Regions from separate parts of the Rattus norvegicus genome. Here region 1 is linked to region 2. The links are chromatin contacts, called in public Hi-C maps. All regions are on one chromosome and are shown on one strand. The core of a region is the stretch at or near the end of the contact, and the rest is flanking DNA. Distances in the headings are between cores, read along the strand shown.

Evidence for each region. Hi-C and Micro-C count contacts between places; a contact is called where the count stands out from the background.
Region 1: a Hi-C map of mammary epithelial cells shows a contact between it and region 2, with 3 times the contacts expected there. The contact joins the promoter of L3mbtl3 here to the promoter of Arhgap18 in region 2. A contact is called at or near these places in 3 of 12 Hi-C or Micro-C datasets (the A7r5 cell line, hepatocytes and mammary epithelial cells).

What each region holds. Positions count from the first base shown.
Region 1 is chr1:20,805,584-20,809,597 of GRCr8, forward strand. L3mbtl3 (L3MBTL histone methyl-lysine binding protein 3) reads left to right here and starts at 2,096. Exons shown (of 21, transcript XM_063276409.1): 1 at 2,096-2,695. All of the region lies in intron 1 of Rbs10l2 (ribosomal protein S10 like 2), which reads left to right.
Region 2 is chr1:20,369,109-20,372,739 of GRCr8, forward strand. Arhgap18 (Rho GTPase activating protein 18) reads right to left here and starts at 2,188. Exons shown (of 15, transcript NM_001170575.1): 1 at 2,003-2,188. The coding sequence starts at 2,115.

The sequences.
Region 1 (4,014 bases), core at 846-3,345, 440 kb after region 2:
CTGGGTATTTACATGTTGTGGGATGAGGCAGGGTGGGAGGCTTAGAGAAAATGTTAAGTGACACTGGCCAGAATGATATAGCGTTTGCCAGTTAACGGTAGGTAGAAGGTTGAAGGCAAGTAAAGAAGTTTCTATTAGCATGTTATTTCTTTGAGGGACAAGGGGTCCAGTGTATTGACAACAGTACCAAATTGATATTTAGAATAATATTGATATCTAGAATCTAACAACATTTCTGTCTGTGATTTAAGGAAAAATGACATTATTTTTCTTTTATTTGACTTTTTGGGAGCTGATTTTAAAGTCCTTATTCTTACAGGACTTCAAAATCTTTAGTATCTCCATCTTGGGCCACATTTTAACAATACCTTGCGATGAAGTTTTTATAGTGAGTTCTGAAGCAGAAATACAATGGCTACATTGTATCAAACCTCAAGCCATGGCAATTTCTGGTAGCCAACCCTTGCCCAGGGCAGTTTCTATGCAAGGCATGCTCTCTAAATCCTTGGCTTTAATAGGCCTTCTCTGATTGGTTGTCCTTAGTAGACTCTTCTAGAATAATGGATCTGTGTTCATCCTTGATGTATCCGCTTATTGCTATCCCGGACTCCTCAACTATTCTTGCAACCATGGTATTCACTACTTGGCATAATGTTACTTTTGGTCTTCTCTTCATTTCAAGCACCTTGAAAGAGTGGTGGAGGACATGGGAGCAAATCCCTACTATCTCAGTACTTAAGAAGCTGACGTGGAAGGACTGTTAGGAATCTCAGGCCAACTAGGGTTGCAGTATAAGATCCTATATCAAAAACCAAACAGAAATAACACAAAAAACATAATTTTAAAAAAGATTCTATTGAATTAATGTCTATGAAAACACGCACCCACACACTATAGAAATATCTAAAATTATCTAGTAAATGGCTGCAAGATGGAGTTTAAGAAAGAAGAATTTGAAATTAACTTTGTTTTTCCTAGGGCAAAGTCTTAGGTTAAGACAAAACTTGTGGCCTCTCTTTCTTTCTCTCGTCTCTTTGGACATTTCACGTATTTTGTTATTCAAGAGTTGGGAAGAAAAGGCCGAAAGCTGAAGTTCCGGTCGGCTCATGAAGTTGTCCTGGCACAGCCTTGAAGCAGGTTGAACCGAATGAGTGAAATCAGTCGTCAGGTGGTGGTCTGAGCTTATCAAGAGCCCTCAGTAACTGGGTCTTCTGTGCTCTAAACTGCTTACTGCTCAACTCACAAAGCTTATTTTATCAACTCTTATTTTGAAACTCTGCAGGGAGAGTTAGCGCCTGTGTTCCAGAGCACAGATGTGCCTTGATTTTGGTTTGAGAGCTGGCCCCTACAGTAATGGCAGCACTGGATGGTGGTCGGCATCTCTGCATTTCACGAGCCCGAAGAAAGAATTTAAGAGTGTATTTTCTGAAACTAGTGCAAGGAACATTCCTTAAGTGGAAAAAAAATTTAATCAAGAAAAATCTTACATTTTAGAGGAAGGCTTTTTAATATGGAATGTCCATCTGTGGTATATATATATTTTTAAATCCTAGGCCTCAGGCAACAATAGCAGAGAAAGGCCCCATACCTGTCATTAGACACAAAACAAACAGTCCAGCCAGGGGGCGGACCTTTCCTGGACTTCCCCACCGCTTTCTCTTTCCTCTTTGAGAAGTGCAGGGTTTGCCTTACTGCCTTTTTCCTTTCACAGCAAACTCTCCTGTTGGCATAACATATTTATCACAAGTTTAATTACTTTGAATTATTTCGTCTGCCCCCTCCCCTGAACCTTGTAGAAAAGGGCATCCGTAAACTCCCCCAAAGTCAGCTTGCAATCCCTAAGCAGAAAACTGCCAATATCGAAATGCAATAATGGTTTTTATCCAGATTTGACGCGTTGATAAAGGCACAGTTGGCTATTTAGGAAGCTCAGCCATCTTGCCTGAGTACCTTAAGCGGGCGGTCCCCTCTTATTGCCTAGGCACTCTACCAGAGATTTCTAAGTTGAGGTAGAACTCCCAGCATCCTTTTCAACAGAGGCCTAACCCGCTGGAGCTGTCAATATAAATCTCATTTAGGATGCGGAAAAGGACGCACAAGTTTCAGACTTTATTATGCATTCTTCCAGTCCCGAAAAGGGCAAATGAAACTCCGTACAAGCGTAGAACTTTATTTCCTATTTTATTCTTGACCTGTGGCATGGATCTAGCCCCTGGGTAGCAACGGTGTGAGACCAGGGCCCACTCTTTAATGGCTGAATGCACACGTTTAGGCAGCACATGGTGGATTCGCTGCTCTGCAAATTGCCGTAGAAAAAAAGTAAAGTGCAAAAGCAGACAAAGAAATCTATAACCTTCTCGGTCTTTCACATTTGTTCGGGCCGTTCTTTGAAGCAGCTCGGAAGCGGCGACAAGGATCGCGGAGAGATGCACCTGAAGCAGTTGTGTGAGGGCGGCCGCCTCGGCCGAGCCGCTCAATCGCGGCTTTCCAGCGGCGAAGGCGCAGCAGCAGTCAGAAGGAAGGCAGTGCGAGCCTCCCCGGCAGCGGCGGCGGCGGCGGCGGCACCGGCACCAGCGCAGTTTCCCCTCTCCCCAGCCCTGACTCTACGCGCACATGCGCACTGCGCCCGCAGCCCTGGACCATTTGTCAGGACTACTCGTGAGACGGAGAAAAAAAAAAGAGAGAAAATTTGGGGGTAAGGAGCGCTTGATCGGATCTAATCTCTAATTAATCCGCAGATCGGCCTGCGCCAGAGCCATTCATTGATTTTTTTTCTCGGTGAGGATGAAAGTTCTGAGACCGAGAGAGGGAAGGAAGCGCACCCTCGTCTTGGGAAAGAGATCAGGGGAGGGGAAGGAGAGAAGGGGTTTCTCCCCCACTTCTCTGCGCCTCTGGGAAAGAGGAGAAAACTTAATCCCGGGGAAAAAAGTGGGCAAGTGACTCGGAAGCGGCTGGAGGGGGAGTCTGTGGGCATCTCACTCTGAAGTAGTGAGTGCGAGTGCGAAAGAGGAACAAAAGAGCGAGAAAAGAGAAAGGAAAAAATGGGGGGGAGGAGAGACTTGTATTTTTTTTCTCCTTTGCGCGCACACGGGGAAGGGTGTGGGGGGCCGTGCGGAAGGGAGCGGGCCGAGGCGGCCGCGTCGGGCGGTCGCCGGCGCGCAGGCGGCGGGATGCGTGTGGGCCCCCTCCCCCGCGCCCCCCCGAGCTTGTCACTTTGGTCGCTTTTTTGACACCGGGCGCGGGGTGGCGGCGGTGGGGGGAGAAGCGCGGCACCGCGGGGCTGCGTGTCCGGGGCGGCGCTGGGGGGGAATCGCGGCGGAGCCGCAGCCTCCCCGGGGGCACCGAGCGCGGTCGGCCTGAGGCTAAGGAGGGAGGGGGCGGCTTCGGGAGGGGACCGCGGGCACGATCGGTGCGGCGGCGGGAGGACGCGAGCACCGGCGCGCCGCCCCTGCGGCCCCCTCCGCCCGTGTGGCCTTTGTGCCGGGCGCGCACCGGGTGAGCGAGCGGGCGGGCGAGCGAGCGAGCGAGCGGGCGGGCGAGCGCGAGAAGTCCAAGTACGGGAGACCGAGGCAGTGGGAAAAGAGGCCGGGCCACTTTCCTAACCGGCTGGGCTGCGGAGAACGGACTGGTTGAATGTGGCAGAGGCGCGTCTGGCTGGCGCGGCCGTGTGTGTGTGAATGTGTGTGTCGGTGAGTGTGTGTGTGTCGGTGAGTGTGTGTGTGTCGGTGTGAGTGTGAGCGCGCGCCGAGAGGCCTCCCTCCGCGACTCGCACCGCGCACACGCACCCGCACACGCACGCACACCCAAGCCGCGGCGGGGCCGGCGGCCGAGAGTTTGCGTGTGTGCTCTCCCCGCTCGCCACCTCCCCTGCTCGCCGCCGCCGACTGTGGGAGAATTTCCTAGAGATCGCCTCCAATTTCCGCCATTTTGGGAAAGTTGCACGGAAAAAAAAAAAAAAGAAGAAGAAGAAAGAAATAAAGCCTCCGCTGGATTTTTTTTTCTTCTTTCCTGCTG
Region 2 (3,631 bases), core at 938-3,437:
CTTAAACTCCCGGCCAGCCAACCCACCCATAGCCAGCATCCGTTATGACCATCCTTAGAGGTCATGACTGATCCTATCTCTTCCACTGCTCAAATCCCTCCCTCATTCCAGGAAGCCTTACTCCATGCCAACTCCGGTCTCTTAACCCCTTCCAGGTTAAACAAGGAACCTCCTAAACTACATTCTGCTTAGCTGATAAAGGCTAAAAATTAATGAGGACTGTTTCCCCTGCCGCTCCCCCTCCTGCCTCAAACCAGTCTTCTCTCTTCTTACCACACACCCCAGCATCACTAACTATCCCTTATGAAAACTGAATCCCACAACAGGGTGGGTAACCAATACTGCCCTGAGCAGACCTGCCTTTTACAGTCCATGTAGAGCTGTGTCCCGACACAAATCACATATTGCATGGCCTACTGCCCACCCTGTTTTCTCTGCCCACCTTTGTTCCACTTCTGCAATATCTAAAAGCAAAACAATCCACACGTTTATTTGTTCAACCCCCTCAAGTCTAAACCTCCCATAACAAGCTACAAACTTGCAGACAATGGGAAAAGAGTGGCTATGGTTCCGTGCAAAAGCTTCCGCTAAGAAACTTTGCTACGACTGAAGAATTTCTGGAGTTTGAGTTTGAACAATGGGATGAAGGTTGGGACCCAAAGTCGCAGAGGTTTTGTTCGCTCTCACAACTGAGAGCTAAGACTCAGCTCCTGTTCTCAGGTCCACTCAGCCTGAAGCCACTTCCCAGTCATAAGGAAGCCAAGCTAGGGGCTGCTTGCTGCTAAAGAATGAATATTTCACTGTCCCGAAGAAGCATGCATGGAAACACTTGATAAATCGCAAACAAAACAAAACGGTTACACGTGGAGCCCCAAAGCAGCCACTCCCTTTGAACTTTGGAAATGAATTCATCCAGTGGCTTCAATACAATGGGCAACATGTGAGAAGCAAAGTTCTTAGCCAAGGTCTAACCCAGAATATTACAGCCTTTCCTTAGATTTTTCCCATCCTCCCCCCACCCCACCCCCATCTAGGGATTTGGAAAGCCAATGAAAGAAGACATTCTTTCAGTATAAGGCACAGGCCTTAAGTCACCCAGGAACAACGAAATTTTCACTATTACTTTTAATATCAAGATGGAATTGGACTTACTGCTAACTTTTTTTTCTTTTTTTTGCAATCTTCCAGGCCAATATTTGCAATTTATATCTAAGACTGGAGATTACAAGTTTCAGCTTGGGAGAAGGTCATTAAGGAGAGAAAGGAAGAGGCAGGGGAAAAAAACCAACCTTGAAAAACAGAACAAAGTACACAGAGAGGCAAAGAGGACTCTGCGACTCAATGGTCTATAGAACGTTTGCCCTGTCTGCCTATAAAGTGATTTAACATTAACCACGCTCCCTCTACCAGCAGAACACTTACTGCCTGCTGACAAAAACTCCCTTTTGAAATCCCAAGAGCGCAGGGAGGGGTGCGTTGGGCTGGGGGAGTAATCTACATACACTGAAGAATGTGAACAGCAGTCACAGGCCACTGTCTTGGGCATTTTGCCCAAGCGGTCTGCTTTCAGCGAGGGGCGGAGGGTGCCACTCTGAAAACAGCAAGCAGAATGACCAGCCTCCCGGCTTTTTGGCAGACTTTCCCGGCTGACAGTTCCCGCGGAGTTCTGAGCCCATTCAAGAATTCCATCTCACAGAGAGTGTTTCCGACCCAGCCATTTGATCGGCCAGGATTTGCACATGCACCTGCTAAGCTACAGGTCGGAGAGCCACAGAGCCACATCCCACCCCCCCACCACCACCCCTGACCCCCAACTGGTGACCAGAAGGGCTCTCTTGCACTCGGGTGAATGAGATGGAAAGAACAAGGCAATCGCCTATGCTGCAGCATTAGGTCAGGCTTCAAGTACGGAGGTGATTCTCTTCCCTCCTGACAACTTCCCCGTCACTTTGTTCCCGGGGCAGGTTGGGGTTTTTTTTGTTGTTGTTGTTTCTTTCCTTACCTGGAGGTGGCTTCGTCGCCTCCCTTTGCATGGCTGTCCCCAGCGACCTGGTCCTTGCCGCTGGGGTGGTAAGCAGTTAGCACAACTCCCGAGGAACTCGAGAGCCAGTTCATGGTGAGAGAAGGGGCATAATTTCTGGAATCCTGACACAGAGGGGAATGAAGTTCCTGTCTCGCCTGGCCAACTTGTTCATTAGCAAGGGCCAGCCCCTCCCCTGTCCCGGCCAGCGATTCACAGGGAGAGAGAGGGGCGTGGCCTCTCCAGCTGGGCTTCCTGGCCCTGCAGTTACAGGCTGTGTGTGACTCACAGCTTTGTTTAAACCCGGCAGTCCCCGGCTGCAGCCGCAACAGCAGTTATGGGGGGCCTGGGTGTATGGCACAGTCCCTGCCCCCAGGCTCAACAATGCAAGTACAGGCCTAGAGAGCAAGTAAAGCGTGGATCAGGACAGAACCTTTCCCCCTTCCCCATTTGTGTTACCATCTGATAATTTCTGCTGCTTCACTCAAGTAACGCATTCCTTAACCCCTTCAGGAACTCAACATTCACCATAGACAAACCAAGGAGCCCATCAAAGGTCACAGTGCCATTCGGCCCACCAGAAAGGCTCTGCTTTCCGCAATAAAAATATTGTTATTGCACGCCCTGCAATGTTAAACATACCTGTTGTTTTATCAAACACTATTTAGGAAAAATAAATTTCAAAATGTCTACCTAGTGACTTGTCTGTTAAAAGGCAATGGTGGGAATAAAAGAAGTTCCAACATTTGCTGAGAGCCTATTACTTTCCATTGGCTGTGGGGGCGTTGGGGTGGAGTGCCCAGGAGCACTCCAGCTTGTGACACACACAGACACACACACACACACACATGTGCACACGCATGCACACACACAATATTATTAGAAAGAGAATAGCCACAGGTGAAACATCTTGACCAAAATAAGTTCGTGTCAGGGGATGTCCACCTAGATTCCGCCTTGTTTAGTCAATTGAAAAAGCAGTTTGTTTAGTCAGTTTCAAAAGTCAGTTTTTAAAAATCATTTCCTGGGTTCTTTTTAGCTTCTAAAAAATTAAAAACAAAAATTCCTGCTCTTTGATATATATAACAATCTCAATTGAAACATTCTGCTTGGTATATATAAGGAATACATATATAATTATGTTTTATATGTTTCATATATTACATATAATTATATATAATATAAAATTAGATGAGGTCTCACGGTGTAGCCCTGGCTGACCTGGAACTTGCTTTGTAAACCAGGCTGGCCTCAAACCATAGATTCTCCTATTTCTGCTCCCAAGTGTTGTTCTTGGCACCACACCTTGATGATGATGGTGGTGGTGGTGGTGGTGGTGGTGGTGGTGGTGGTGGTGGTGTTTGGGGTGATTATTTGTGTGCGTGTTTGTAAAGTCTGTCTGCCACAAGTGTTCTGGTGCCCCAAAGGCTAGGTAAAGTATCAGATTCCTCAGAGATGGAGTTATAAGGAAGTTGTAAGCTGTCCAATAAGGTGCTGGGAACCAAATTCAGTCATCTGGAAGAACAGTATGTGCTTTTAACTACTGAGACATCTTTCCAGCCCTGATTTTAGCCTTGTACTTGCTATCCATTTGAGAACATTAAATTTGGG